4 separate regions of the Sus scrofa genome follow, and all the other regions are linked to region 2. The links are chromatin contacts, called in public HiChIP or PLAC-seq maps. All regions are on one chromosome and are shown on one strand. The core of a region is the stretch at or near the end of the contact, and the rest is flanking DNA. Distances in the headings are between cores, read along the strand shown. Region 1 overlaps RAD51B (DNA repair protein RAD51 homolog 2). Region 2 has its middle 17 kb from the start of ZFP36L1. Region 3 overlaps RAD51B (DNA repair protein RAD51 homolog 2). Region 4 overlaps RAD51B (DNA repair protein RAD51 homolog 2).

The links. HiChIP or PLAC-seq counts read pairs in DNA pulled down with a chosen protein or histone mark.
Region 1: a contact with region 2 is called in an H3K27ac HiChIP or PLAC-seq map of alveolar macrophages. The contact joins two enhancer-like sites. A contact is called at or near these places in 2 of 47 Hi-C or Micro-C datasets (alveolar macrophages and omental adipose tissue) and 2 of 2 datasets of contacts at active chromatin or transcription factors (alveolar macrophages and skeletal muscle).
Region 3: a contact with region 2 is called in an H3K27ac HiChIP or PLAC-seq map of alveolar macrophages. The contact joins two enhancer-like sites. A contact is called at or near these places in 2 of 47 Hi-C or Micro-C datasets (embryonic fibroblasts and liver) and 2 of 2 datasets of contacts at active chromatin or transcription factors (alveolar macrophages and skeletal muscle).
Region 4: an H3K27ac HiChIP or PLAC-seq map of alveolar macrophages shows a contact between it and region 2. The contact joins two enhancer-like sites. A contact is called at or near these places in 2 of 47 Hi-C or Micro-C datasets (embryonic fibroblasts and omental adipose tissue) and 1 of 2 datasets of contacts at active chromatin or transcription factors (alveolar macrophages).

Annotation. Positions count from the first base shown.
Region 1 is chr7:92,213,931-92,217,184 of Sscrofa11.1, reverse strand. The region is part of intron 11 of RAD51B (DNA repair protein RAD51 homolog 2); the gene reads right to left. Among named protein-coding and RNA genes, the nearest start is that of ZFP36L1, 280 kb to the left of the region's middle. Within about 2 kb of position 1,639, at least 13 of the 83 cell types and tissues checked have an H3K27ac peak or open chromatin away from gene starts, as enhancers often do. A contact at or near this core is called in alveolar macrophages, where this site is marked.
Region 2 is chr7:92,476,776-92,480,006 of Sscrofa11.1, reverse strand. No RefSeq gene overlaps it. Among named protein-coding and RNA genes, the nearest start is that of ZFP36L1, 17 kb to the left of the region's middle. Within about 2 kb of position 1,731, at least 8 of the 83 cell types and tissues checked have an H3K27ac peak or open chromatin away from gene starts, as enhancers often do. A contact at or near this core is called in alveolar macrophages, where this site is marked.
Region 3 is chr7:92,169,064-92,172,512 of Sscrofa11.1, reverse strand. All of the region lies in intron 11 of RAD51B (DNA repair protein RAD51 homolog 2), which reads right to left. Among named protein-coding and RNA genes, the nearest start is that of ZFP36L1, 330 kb to the left of the region's middle. Within about 2 kb of position 1,757, at least 12 of the 83 cell types and tissues checked have an H3K27ac peak or open chromatin away from gene starts, as enhancers often do. A contact at or near this core is called in alveolar macrophages, where this site is marked.
Region 4 is chr7:92,103,677-92,107,053 of Sscrofa11.1, reverse strand. The region is part of intron 9 of RAD51B (DNA repair protein RAD51 homolog 2); the gene reads right to left. LOC106507734 (a long non-coding RNA gene) reads left to right here. Exons shown (of 3, transcript XR_002346146.1): 2 at 3,299-3,377. Among named protein-coding and RNA genes, the nearest start is that of ZFP36L1, 390 kb to the left of the region's middle. Within about 2 kb of position 1,888, at least 32 of the 83 cell types and tissues checked have an H3K27ac peak or open chromatin away from gene starts, as enhancers often do. A contact at or near this core is called in alveolar macrophages, where this site is marked.

The DNA.
Region 1 (3,254 bases), core at 390-2,889, 260 kb after region 2:
CATTTTTCCCCCCCATCCCAGAGACTCTGACTCAGTTAGTTCAGGCTGGCGTGGAAATCTGCATTTGAAATAACACCACCTTTACCACCCCCTCTTTCCCCCCCCCCCTCCCCTAGGAAGTTCAGATATAACTGGTCTGAAAATCATACTTGGAACAAGGGTGTCTCCAGTGAAGACACTGGCATGCTGGTAAATGTTTAACAACTAGTTTTAGAGGGGAGAAAGCCTGGTTGGTAGCATGCTGATTTCTGTGATGTAAATAGCCCCATCATGGTCGGGTCAAGCTACCAACACGACATCTTGATCTTGAAGATGGGAAAAGGTGTCTGCAATCAGTCCTTACCACGGCACAGGAACTGGCTTAGCAGGCCACTGGATGGGAGCCTCTGGATGCCTCTGCATGGTGGGTCCCGGGCTCTGGCATAGAAAGGCCACTGTTCAGCCGGCAATGTCACATCCCTTAGTTGAGTTGTTTGTTTGTTTCCCCCTAAATCCTCAGTGCTTTGAATAGTTTGTTTCAGAGGCTGGTTCCCAGAGACCTCTAGGGGTTCCAAAGCAGAAGAGAGGATAGGGCGAGAGCTCCAGGAAAGAAAATACTGTTCGTGTGGGACGTTGGCCTCTGCCACACTGTCAACCTTGTTCAACCCAGCTTTCAGCAGGGAGGCGGTTTGCAAACACCTGCCTCTGCCTCCGTTTGATAAGCTTTCTTGTCGACGTGCATGAACTCGATCCTGCTGACCTGCAGGATGATGAAAAGGCTGAGTGTTGGGGACCTGAGGGGATGAAAGGGGCTTGGAAGAGAACCATGGGGTGGTCATATGACCCAGGGTCGCCAGCGGCTTCAGGCGTCCCCTTTGTCTCCAGGCTCCGGCCCCACGTTGGAAGGTTTTGGTGATTTCCTCCCACCCCCGACTAGGCGAACAGATGTGGTGAGGTCTCCAGTTCCCAGGGCTCTGCACACAACTGCTTGTTGTTTCTCGCCCATAGACTGGGGCCGTGATCACAGACGGAACCAAAGAGCCAATCACTCACCAAAGAACCAAGCAAGCCCAGTCAGGTGTCAGGTCAAACCCCTTCAGTATGTCGGCAGAAAAAAGCTAAACTGAAATAGGCTGAAAAATAACCCCGTCCCTCCTGTCTTGCTCAGAGTCCACTGCAGGAATGCTGAGGGGCCTCAGGAGAGGCAAGGCTGCCGGCTCTCCCACAGGGATAAAATCCTTGTGGATGCTGTGACCATTGGGACAAATGCAGCCTGCTGAGTCTCTCATCCTGATGGCGGTACCACTGGTGTGGGTGAGACCCTACCCACTTCAAGCTTGGAGCTCGAAGGACCCCTCTGCTCTGAAAAGGATGCCTTCCGAGGTCCACTGAGCTTTCACTGCTCATTGGACGAAAAGGAGCGAAGAAAAGCAGTACAAAGCAAAAGGCACAAGAGTTAGCTTCCTCATTCCTCCTGAATTGTTCAACCCTAATTGTCCAAGTAATTTCTCAGAGCCTGGCTTCCTCCCACATTCACATTCTTTCACAAGTGGGGCAAAGAGAAGCATAAAAGACCCTAACTTCCTTCTATAAAGAACTCATCCTATATCTGATCCATCCACGAGAATAAGCCAGTGTCTAATAAGCCACTGTTTCTAGCTGATGCAATAGCCGGCAGCCATGACAGTCTGACTCAAAGACCTGGCACACGCATGTCTTAGGGTGAGTGTGTAGCACATTCACGCCAAATGCTAGAAGCGATGCAACAGCACCCATTTCCCTAAAGGAATGGGTATTTAAAGTGAGGTTTATGGACCCCAAGACCCTGAGAAGATAGCTGCAAGGTCCAAACTACTTTCATCATAACTCCAAGATGTTATTTGCCTTCTTCACCATGTTGACATTTGGGCAAAATTGCTCGTGCCAGACACCATACTGCTGGTCATATTCTTCACTGCCATGAGGTCATGGGACCAAAAAACAAATGAATAAAAAACAACAACAAAAAAAGGCAATCAGTTAAGCCTGCCCAAGCTGAAAGAGTAAAAATTATGAATTTCATGAAATCTTGCCCAAAGTGCGACATCTTTTTACTAAATGTGTGTGGTTAATTGGAAAGTAAGCATTAAGAAAGCACTCTGGTGGATCCTGAAGTACAACAGTTGTTTGGAGAAAAAGCATTTGTGAGAGTGAGTTGCGAGCTGAACTAGCACTTTTATGAAACACCATGTTTACTCGAAAGGACAAAATCGCCACGGTTATGAGGACTTGGTTATTTGACAGCTGTTTTCCCCTAAATGAACCATTTGAATTTGTCACTTCGAGAAAGATAATTGACCGTGCTTGTTGCCAAAATAGAGGCTTTCAAGCAAAAACGAGAGTTTATGAAAACTTGTATCTGCCACCCTTTCTGTACTTGGAGATGTTTCTGATGAGATCAGTGGTGATATTAACAAATGTGAATTTTTAGTTTTCATCAGGAAAGAGATGAAATTCAGATCTGCATTAACTTAGTGAAGCAATATTTTCCAAATGACCATGCAGAGTATTACAAAATCATGCACGGGCAAAAGAGCCATTCAAAGCGCAAGACAGACCAAACAGATTTTAATGTAACTGAGCACAAAGAGTTCATTGACATAGTTTCAGATTCCATACTGCAAGTAACCCTTAATAAACTGCCATTTGTCGGGCTCTGGTATAGTGTCAAAGAAGACTATCCACAATTATCTGAAAAGGCTATTAAAAATATTCCTCCCTTTTCCAGCTACATATCTATGCGAGGCTGGGTTTCCTTTATAAACTTCAACCCAAACAATATTATCACAGCTGATTGAACGCAGAAGCAGATATGAGAATCCAGCTGTTTTCTATTAAGTCAGACATTAAAGAGATTTGCAAAAATGTAAAACACTGTCATTCTTCTCATTAAGTTTTGTCCTATTTTATTGTGGGAAACAATTATTTTTACAGGAAGATTGTGTTATTTCAAATTTTTGAACAAATCTATCAACTTATCAGTTTTTATGAATTCATGTGAATTGATTCATATAAACATATGTTAAATGGATTAAGAAAGAAATATTAAATATTTTTCTGGGATTTTTTTCTTTTTTTTTTTTTGGCTGTGCCTACAACATGTGGAAGTTCGCAGGCGAGGGATTGAATAGCAGCAACCTGGGCCCTTGCAATGACAACGCCCGATCCTTAACCCACTGTGTCACAAGAGACCTCTCTTCTGTTTTAATTTTTGCCCTGGTAGATGATTTAAATAT
Region 2 (3,231 bases), core at 482-2,981:
TCGGTTCATGAGAGCCGAGCAAGCACCGGGAATCAGATACATGGAGTCTCCCTTGCTGGCTGTGGGTCCCTTGGGTGAGTCACCCAAGCTTTCTGGGTCTCGGTTGCTTCATCTGAAGAAGCAGAGTGTTGGTTTCAGTTATTGTCAAGACTTTCCAGCTGGCCCACCTCATGATTCAAGTACTCTGTGTTTGCACTCACTCCTCTGTTCTCAGACTGTTTGTTCAGCTCTCTTTATGAGGGGTTCTAGGCCTATTAAAACAGAAAAAAACGAAGTAGCCTTGCGAAGAGGAGAGTAAGTACGGGAGACCATGGATTGTTTTCTTCCGCCTAACAAATTACCAAGACTACAGGGTGACCCCAAGGCAACGGGCTATTTAATTAAATAAGTGCCAGGTTAAATACAGATAGTTCAAGCCGGGCACAAATTAACCATGGAGGATTCTTTTTCTGATATATTTAACCACCTAACAGTGCGCCCAGCCTCAACACACCTAATATTCTAATTTTAAATATATTTTGTAAGTGGAGATGGTGCCTGCATTCTTTCTTCTTCCTGGCCTTTTTGGGAGAAAAGGCTAGCAGGCCTAGATGAGTCCATTTCACTGGTAAGAAAATTAAAAATAAGCTACTCTTGGGAGTTCCTGTCATGGCTCAGTGGTAACGAACCTAACTAGTATCCATAAGGATGCAGGTTCAATCCCTGGCATTGTTCACTGGGTCAAGGATCCGGTGCTGCCGTGAGCTGTGGTATAGGTGGCAGATGCAGCTCAGATTCCATGTTGCTGTGGCTGTGGTATAGGCCAGCAGCTATAGCTCCAATTTGACCCCTGGCCTGGAACCTTCCATATACTGCAGGTGTGGCCCTAAAAAGACAAGACAAGACAAAACAAGTGACTCTTAGTGACAATGTTAAAACACCCTCTGCTGCAGGATTGTGCTTTATGGCTGGTCTTTGCTGACATGGACAGCACATAGCTGGTGATTTAATTTTTTTTTTTTTTAAGATAAATTTAGGACTGGCCCCTATTCCAGTTGCCTGGAAAAGATTTCTTCTGTGTCCTGAAGTGTTACCCAAATGCTACTCACAGTAGCAACAAATTCAGGGTTACCTCTGTGCTGAAGCAGTCAGCTTGCAGCTAGGGATCGAATACTAATTCAGTCGTGCTACGTGGCTCGAAAAGACATAAAATGCGATCCTTATTCAAAATGTTTACATTTTAGTTGGGGAGACAAGACATAAACGAGTGAAACCATCAGTTAGCAAGACTGGGTTTTGTACTTTGATAGCGTTCTGTATGGATAGAAGAAAAGACAAGCTTGAGATAATTACGGGACAGAGGCTTGTGAAGCTCTGCCCATTGGCTGGTACATTTAGTGCCAGTGAATCAGAAAGGGGAGATTGGCGAGAGCCAGCCTCTTTCTGGACAAAGGCTTGCTTACCTCCCTCTACTGGCAGGACTCTGGGGGTATGGCAGGGCTCCTGCTCCTGCTCTGAGCCACAAGTCTTAAGGAATTGAATGTGAATGGTGCCCACTGGGTCTATGTAGGGTGGCGGGCCTGTGTCATGAAGCTCAGACTGCAGAGACCTAGAGGTGAGCAAAGGATGGGGAGGCCTCAAGGTCATGGCCTATTTTTTTTTTTTTTTTTATAGAGGTCATAGCTGTGGCATATGGAAGTTTCTGGGCCGGAGACTGGATATGAGTCACAGCTGTGCCGTGGCAATGCCAGATACTTTACCCCATTGCACTGGTCTGGGAAGTGAACCCACACCTCCTCAGGGACCTGAGAGACTGCAGTCAGATTCTTCTTCTTCTTTTTTTTTATTTTTGTCTTTTTAGGGCCGTGGTGGCATATGGAAGTTCCCAGGCTAGGGGTCAAATCAGAGCTACAGTTGCTGGCCTATGTCACAGACACAGCGATGCCAGATCCAAGCTGCGTCTATGACTTACATCGCAGCTTGCCACACTGCTGGATCTTTTAATCCACTGAGCAAGGCCAGGGATTGAACGCGAATCCTCATGGATACTAGTCAGATTCTTAACCCACTGCACCACAGTGGGAACTCCACACCTATGGGTTTGAGTTAGCCTGTGGACCCATTAAATGTACTGTGCTCTACACAATCTTCCTTTCTTTCTTTCTTTCTTTTTTTTTCTTTCTCTCTCTCTCTCTCTCCCTCCCTCTCTCCCTCCCTCCCTCCCTCCCTCCCTCTCTCTCTCTCTCTCTCTCTCTCTCTCTCTCTCTCTCTCTCTCGTCTTTTTGCCATTTCTTGAGCCGCTCCAGTGCATATGGAAGTTCCCAGGCTAGGGGTTGAATCGGAGCTGTAGCCGTCGGCCTATGCCAGAGCCACAGCAACTCGGGATCCGAGCTGCATCTGCAACCTACACCACAGCTCATGGCAACGCCGGATCCTTAACCCACTGAGCAAGGGCAGGGATCGAACCCGCAACCTCATGGTTCCTAGTCAGATTCATTAACCACTGAGCCACGATGGGAACTCCTACATAATATTTCTAAATATTTTTGAGCCAACACTTAAAAATCAAGAGATTTTTAAAGTAATGATTCATTTATCTGGCATCTCTTGAAACACTGGGATATCTGACTATCTAAGACTCCAATTCCCCTTTGGAGTCCACTGTAGCATCAGTCATGTGGATCTAGGTAGAGTCAGTTTCTTTTTTTTTGGCCACACCTGCAGCAAGTGGAAGTGCTCAGGCCAGGGATCAAACCAGCACCACAGCAGTGACCCAAGCTGCTGCGATGAAAATGCTGGCTCCTTAACCTGCCATGCCATAAGAGAGCTCTCATCAGTTTCTTTTAAGATGGGGCTTGTGTTCTCCAGCCTGCCCCAGTCCTCCCCACTCCCTATAAGTCCCCAGGACTGACTGAGCCTTCCCCTCCTGCTGATGATGGAGAAATATTTCTCTCTCTCTCTTTCTCTTTTTTAGTCATACTCGCTGCATGTGGAAGTTCCCAGGCCAGGGATCGAACCCACACCGCAGCTCTAACCAGAGCCATAGTAGTGACAATGCCAGGTCCTTAACCCACTGAGCCACAAGGGAACTCCTCTCTATGCTCATATTTCTATCAAGAATAAGAAAAATAAAAGCCCGAGAAGGCTGTATATATATGTTTTTAAGCAATAAGAAAAAAGCCTATGCTTCATAGAAGTGAAGAACATGCAAACAAACAGCCGCTGTGTTGAGGGAAATTAGCCCATCCGACC
Region 3 (3,449 bases), core at 508-3,007, 310 kb after region 2:
GGATGGGCCTAGAGTCTCCCAACAGAGGCTTGTGAAGCCTGAGAGGTAAGTCGTCACGGACTGCCGTGATGGAAGATGAGGGGGCTCAAACTCATTTCTGACTTTATAAAATCTTAGGAGCCCAGGCTGAGGGCTTGGAAAGGGCTACAAATACAATTTTGAAGCAGGGAACATCACTTCACCTTTCTGGAACTCAGCTCCCTCACCTGAAAATAAGGATGATGAATGGAACAAAAACATCCCTTTCCGGGAAGGGTATATAGTTAACTTTAGGAGGAGTGAAGTAATTTTTGTCAGTTAATCATGGAAGCATAGGCACAAAGCACATGCATTGTGCAGAAGATCCTCCTAGATGCTATAGGCAGCTTGCATCCCAATGGCAGAGGCACAAAAGGGATCCATGATGAATACATAAGAAGATTGCCCATGGAAACATGACAATAAACTTATAATTATACACGGCTACACAGGAATTGGTCCACTACCTCCAGTAGAAGTGTAAATTGGCAAACCTCTTTGGAGAGCAATTTGGGAATACAGAGTAAAGAGAAACATATGCATCCCCATTCTACTTTTTGATATAGACTGGAGAAACCCTCACACCTGCACACCGAGAAACGAGTGCAACCAGATTCACTGAGTTAACAAATAATCAAAATTTCCTCCAGTAAGGGAATGGGTGACATGTGGTATATTCATGCAATGGATAAAATAAAAGAACATGATCTACGTGTATCGACACGGATATGCTGCAAAAACACGATGCGAAGGGGAAAAAGCCAGTTGCGGAATGATGTGAACAATAAGCCATTTATGCACGTCCAGGATGCGCTCCTAACAAATATGATGTTTGGGTTCACATATATGTGGGAAAGTTTTTCAGAATCGGGTAGGGATATGTATCAAACCCTGGGGGGCTTTTGGTGTTTGTGGAGGAGCATAGGGGTGAGAGAGGAGGGAGTAGGATGAGGTGCGACGGAATTTTGAATTTTGGCAAGTTTTATTCCTGTAATTAAAAAAAAAATCTGAAATTAGGAGTTTGGGATTAACATATACATACTGCTTGCTATATATGAAAGAGATAAACAGCAAGGACCTACTATATAGCACAGGGAACTATATTCAATATCTTGTGATTACCTATGGTGGAAAAGAACATGCAAAGTACATATATGCCAATATGAAAAGTATATATATTAATATGCAAAGAATATAAAAAGTATATATATATACACACACACATATATATACATATATATATATACACCTTTTCTTTGGCCACACCAGCAGCATATGCAAATTCCTGAGCCACGGATCGAACCTTTAGCACAGACCTGAGCCACTGCAGGGATAATACCAGGTCCTTAACCCACTGTACCACAAGAGAACTCTTATATATAATTTATATATATATACACATATGCCCTAAATCATTTTTCAGTATATGTGAAACTAACGCAACATTGTAAATCAATCATACTTCAATTTTAAAAATTTGAAACAAATATCAAGATGTTAATGTGTTAATTCTGTGTGTTAGACTCATGGATTTTGCTGTATTATTTTCTGTACTGTTCCGTAGTTAAAATATATTTCCCACACTGGAAACAAACTCTCTCTGAGGCTAACAGCGAGAGTCAGAGGAGTGACAAAGCAGGGGGCCCGTGTGGGCCGATGTCATGGAAGGAGGGACAGGCAAGCGAATGCTGAACGAGAAGAAGAGCCTCTGCAACTGGCAGTCCTGCCCCCTCTTCCTGGGGAAGTGCCTCACTGAGAAGCAGGCCGAAGCAGCACAGGACAGGGTGACAGGCCCCCTCTGCCCCCTCTCTGTGGCGTGTGGGAGTGAGACATTCTGCTGCACAGACTCCCAGGACTCTCTGGCCAGGCCCCACAAACCTGCCAGGCTGTGCCTGGTGCGTGGATGATACTGACCAAGCAGACGCCTCCATACCTGGGTGGAAACAGATGGAGAATCTGCTGGTCACTTTGAGTCCACCAGGCAGAAACAGGGGCTCCTGATTCTAACTGAAATCAGATGAACTCAGATGGTGGTATTTGAGGGAAAAGAAGTTTTCAATGAATCACCAGCTGGCTCATGATGAAGAAAATGGGGTGGAAGAACCCAACCCAACTTTGTGACAACATGCTTCAAAAGCATGTGATCAAACAACCATTCTTGATTTTACAAGAAAGATAAGGCACATAGCTTTTTTAGCTCTTAAAAAAAAAAATCACTGTTTCTTTGCTTTCTGGTTTCTTCTGAGTCCCTATAGTAGGTGGTTGGAAAAGAGAAAACTAGCTTTGTTTCCAGAATCTTCTCCAGACCTATCTCAGGGTGTCCTGGGGTTCCCAGCCCTATCCCCAAGTTTATTCTGCTCATAGAATGAATAAGCAATGAGATCCTGCTATATAGCACAGGGAACTATATCCAATCACTTGTGATAGAACATGATAGAAGATAATACGAGAAAAGGAATGTATATATATGTATGACCGGGTCAATTTGCTGTACAGATGAAATTGCCAGAACATTGTAAATCAACTATTCCTTCATTTAAACAATATTTAAAAACCCCTAAACTAGTAGAGAACAGCATCAGAATCCAGATTCAACCTGCCTTACCTGGTCCTGATTTAAAATATATATATATATATATTTATATAAAAGCAAACAATTCTGTCCTGTTGAGAAACTAGTCCATTGTCTTCTGCCACGGTGAAAACAACTTGGTTTTTGTTCTTGAAAGGCTTCCTAGTTTCCTGAGGAAGAGTACAGGGCAAAGGAAGTGTGAACAAGGAGAAGCCTGCCGAGTCCACGGCTGCCTTTTCCCAGGCCAAAGCATCCTAGAATACCTGCTTCTTCACCAAGTCCCCAGACCTTTACTGCCAGGAGTCCCATGAAAGCCAGGATGGCTCCGGGAAAGCCAGGCCCTGGGTTTTCCCTGGGCTGCCTGCAGCATCAACAATAGCCTGGCTGCTTTCAGGTATAGAATCTTTATTCTTGGCCCTGACGCAGAGGCCCAGGGGCCCCAGCTGTGTTCTGGGTGGCACAACATGTGCGTGCTGGGGAAGCAAAGGATAGCACCAGAACAGATGTGGCTCAAGTTGGAGCTCACGGTACCTGCTCCCTTTGCTTCTGAGGACCCAGTCCATGAAAGCCCGTTCCCAGAGCCAAGTCCTGCTTTCCCCCTCTGCTAGGTCTCGCCACCACTTAGCCTCCCTCTGGGCTGGTCAACCCTCTAAGCTTTCCCACTCAGTCAGCACTGGGATTTCATGGTGAACTCTGAGAACAAAAGGAAAAATGGATGAATGGGAGCTTCTCCGACACCCCTCCACCTTCCCCACTTCGGTTGCACAAAATAGTTGACCTCTCCCTCTGCTGGGACCTGGCCCCTCTGAGACCGAACCATCAGGAAGCTGGGGGCTGTGAGATCCTTCTCTGTTGGGAC
Region 4 (3,377 bases), core at 639-3,138, 370 kb after region 2:
GAGGATTGAAACATGCAAACTATAATAAACAAGAAATTGGGGTCTTTGAGAGAGGTCAGAGAATCCTGCCAAGCAAATCCCAGATTATTTCATGGAGTCTCAGGGCAGAGATGTGATTTGCTGAGGAAACACAACATGAGTTGGTGGCAGACTCAGGAAGGAGTCCAGAGGTCTGAGTCACCTCCCAGAGAGGGGCCAAATCCAAGTGGGGCTTTGCTGGACACCACGGACAGAGGGGCCTCTGGTGCCTAGGGTGTGCTCACATGTGTCCATGTGTATACACGTGCATCTGTGTGTGTGTGTGTGTTTGTGTGTGTATGTGTGAGAGAGAGGGAGAGGCAGAGGCAGGATGGGATGCTCTCGGGCCCATTGCTGAAGGTTACTGGAGGCTTACAAGTCATCATAGAGCGATGCTAGTCCAGGCACCACTGGTCCCCCTGGGAGCGGAAAGCCTGACAGTCAGTCCCCACAGACGGATGGACGGAGGCCTGGAGAAGGGACTAAGAAGAAGGGTTTGCGGAAGATGGGATGACAAAGAAGCCCATACACTTCCGGGGACAAAGCTGTATCCGCATAATTTCCTTAATATAACTTTGATCAGGAAAATCACTGTTCCAAATGACCTCTTGAACTCTCCCTACATCCTTGAGAGGAGGATGCTAAAATTCAGCCCTACCCCTGCCCAATGAGGAGGGAGCCCCAATCTTCTTGGCTCACTGTCCAGTTGGCCTACGGAGAGTTGCACAAGCTCCAAACATTCCTCTGGTTTGGATTTGCCTCGCTCTTCTTCCTTGGCCCAGAAAATGAGAGAGAACTGAACTCAGGACTGAGGGTCTGAAACAGCGAGGCATGAGTTTGCAGAAACTCTCCAGAATCATCATTTGGAAACATTCCCGCATGTCGGGCCCCCATAAACATCTCTCAGCTCACTCTCGGTGGGAGTAAAGACGTTACAAGGTGGCTCTAAATATATTTAGGGACCTGGTACGTTCACCTTTACCTGGGCTAGGTCTCCGTCTTCCCAGGAAGGAGGCTTTCACTACGGCCGTCCAGTCCCACGCTGCGTACTATGCCTACATCTGAGTGCCTGAGAAAATTCCCATGGGGCGGTGTAGTAAAAAAAGATCAACCACATGAAGATCCTGCCTTTTGATTTCCTTGCTTCATCCAAATTGCTCCCCAGGCGCTTTTAGATTTCGAGGCTCCCCTAATCACCCTTCTAACCAGCAGCCCCGCCACGGCATAGAAATTAATTTGTATAGCTCCTAAGTGAAATTATCCCTGGGGAGAGAAGATGCCCAAGGCTTTAACAATTACAACAGAACACAGCCTCGGAGTGAGAAGAGGAGACAAGTACACGCTGACATCCCGACTGAAACTCCAGGCTGAATCCGACAGAGAAGAATGTAATTCCCTTTCCTGGTTGGAGGGGACACCAAAGAAACCGGAGAAGTGGAATACCTATTAGGTCCCCACTAATCCTCCTCCTAAATTCAAAGCAGGGTTCCTCCCTGGAATTCATTTCTGAGTATTCTTAGTCGCCACTATTGTTCAACAGCTCAGTTGATAAGTGCTTGCAGCGCATAAGGCTTTCTACTGAGCTCACCCCTCCTCGTTCCCAGCCGCTCAAAGCACTTTACAAATATCACCTCATTATTCGTTATAACACTCCAGCGAGCCTGATCGGTGGAAAGGTTCATTATCTTCTCCTTACCAATAGGGGAAAGAGACAAAGGAAGAAGTGACTCGTTTAAGCCAACAAAGCAAGGCAGAACTGGAACTAAAACTCAGCCGTCCTCCTGACGTGCTGTGTGCACGTGAACTCCGCTCGCCTGCAAAGAGGTTCCGCTGACAGGGCAGGGTTTCCTAGCCACGGACGGTGTTGTAATCAGCAGGTCCACAGAACTGGGGCACTGGCTGGAGGGGAAGGGATGGCAGTCGAGATGGAGGAGCCCCATGTGAGGGGCCTTAAAGGGTTTGGACAAGTCACTTTGACTCCATGGAAGAAGGGTTTCCATTAGAGGATCTTAAGGGTTCCTTCCAGCTCTTAGACAATTAGTGAAGCCTGGAGTTCCTGTCATGGCTCAGTGGTTAACGAATCTGACTAAGAACCATGAAGTTGCGGGTTCGATCCCTGGCATTCCTTGGTGGGTTAAGGATCCGGTGTTACCGTGAGCCGTGGTGTAGGTGGCAGACTCGGCTTGGATCCCGTGTTGCTGTGGCTCTGGCATAGGCTTGGCAGCTACACCTCCGATTAGACCCCTCGCCTGGGAACCTCCATATGCTGAGGTGCAGCCCTAGAAAACGCAAAAAGAAAAAAAAAATTTAGTGAAGCCCTAGCTTCAGAAGAGGGGTTCTATTTTTTTCACCAGCCCTTTGTGACAATCTGAGATTCATTTTGCTTGTAAGCCTGAGATGGCATCCCTGTCTCTTTATAAGCATCTCTGTGTCATCCACAGTCCACCCCAAGGATAGTAGGGGACAAATCAGCTAGTAGGGACAGGTAGTCCTGGGGCACCAAGGCCAGGGACTGAAGAGGTGAAGGGAGGCTGGGAACAGAAAGAAGACTGGAAGAGTCAGAAAAAGAATTGGCAAATAACATTTTGAGCTGTGCCTGGGCCCTACCCATGGACACTCCTTACATTCCAAGGAACCTATGACAGGTCCTTCAAAGTTTAAGTAGGCTGTAAAGAAACAGAGTTTGCTTTGGTTTTTCTAAATACAGGCTTCACCTGTCAACCCTAAAATCCATGTGAGCAAGGCCCCAAGGTACCCTGGAGGGGTGGTTTTCCATTTAAACGGAATTTCATTTTAATTGAAATAACATTGATGTGCCTTCAAGTTAATTAAAACAGGATTTTACAGGTGGCTTCATAGTTTATAATTTGTGTTGCTTGAGCCAGATATGCCTAAGCCTTTAGAAAACCTGCAGTGTTTTATCTCTCTGATCTTTTACATTTTCTTTTCCTGAATGATGCTTTGATACTCATTGTTTGCCCCAAAGAGCGTTTGAGAGGGAGGACATTTAGTAGAATCAACACTTGTTTGCAGAAGCAGCCCCCACAACCAGAATAATGACCTTGGAAATAGTCTTGGGTGATGGGCTGATTACAATGACTGGATATAAAGGACTGACTGTGTAGCCGCCAGAAAGAAACACATTTTTGTAATATCTCAGTTGTTTCTATTGGCCTGGCCTTCCTTGCATTCACCATGGGAACTGAATCAACAAGTTTGTTTGCTTTTATTTCAGTGATTACAATGCATTCTTTTTTTTTTTTTTTTCCTTCACATACAGGGAAAAAGGAGTAAAGAACAAATGAAAGTCAAATGCTTGATGATCCAAAAGAAATGGGTATAATTTTATTTATCTTCAA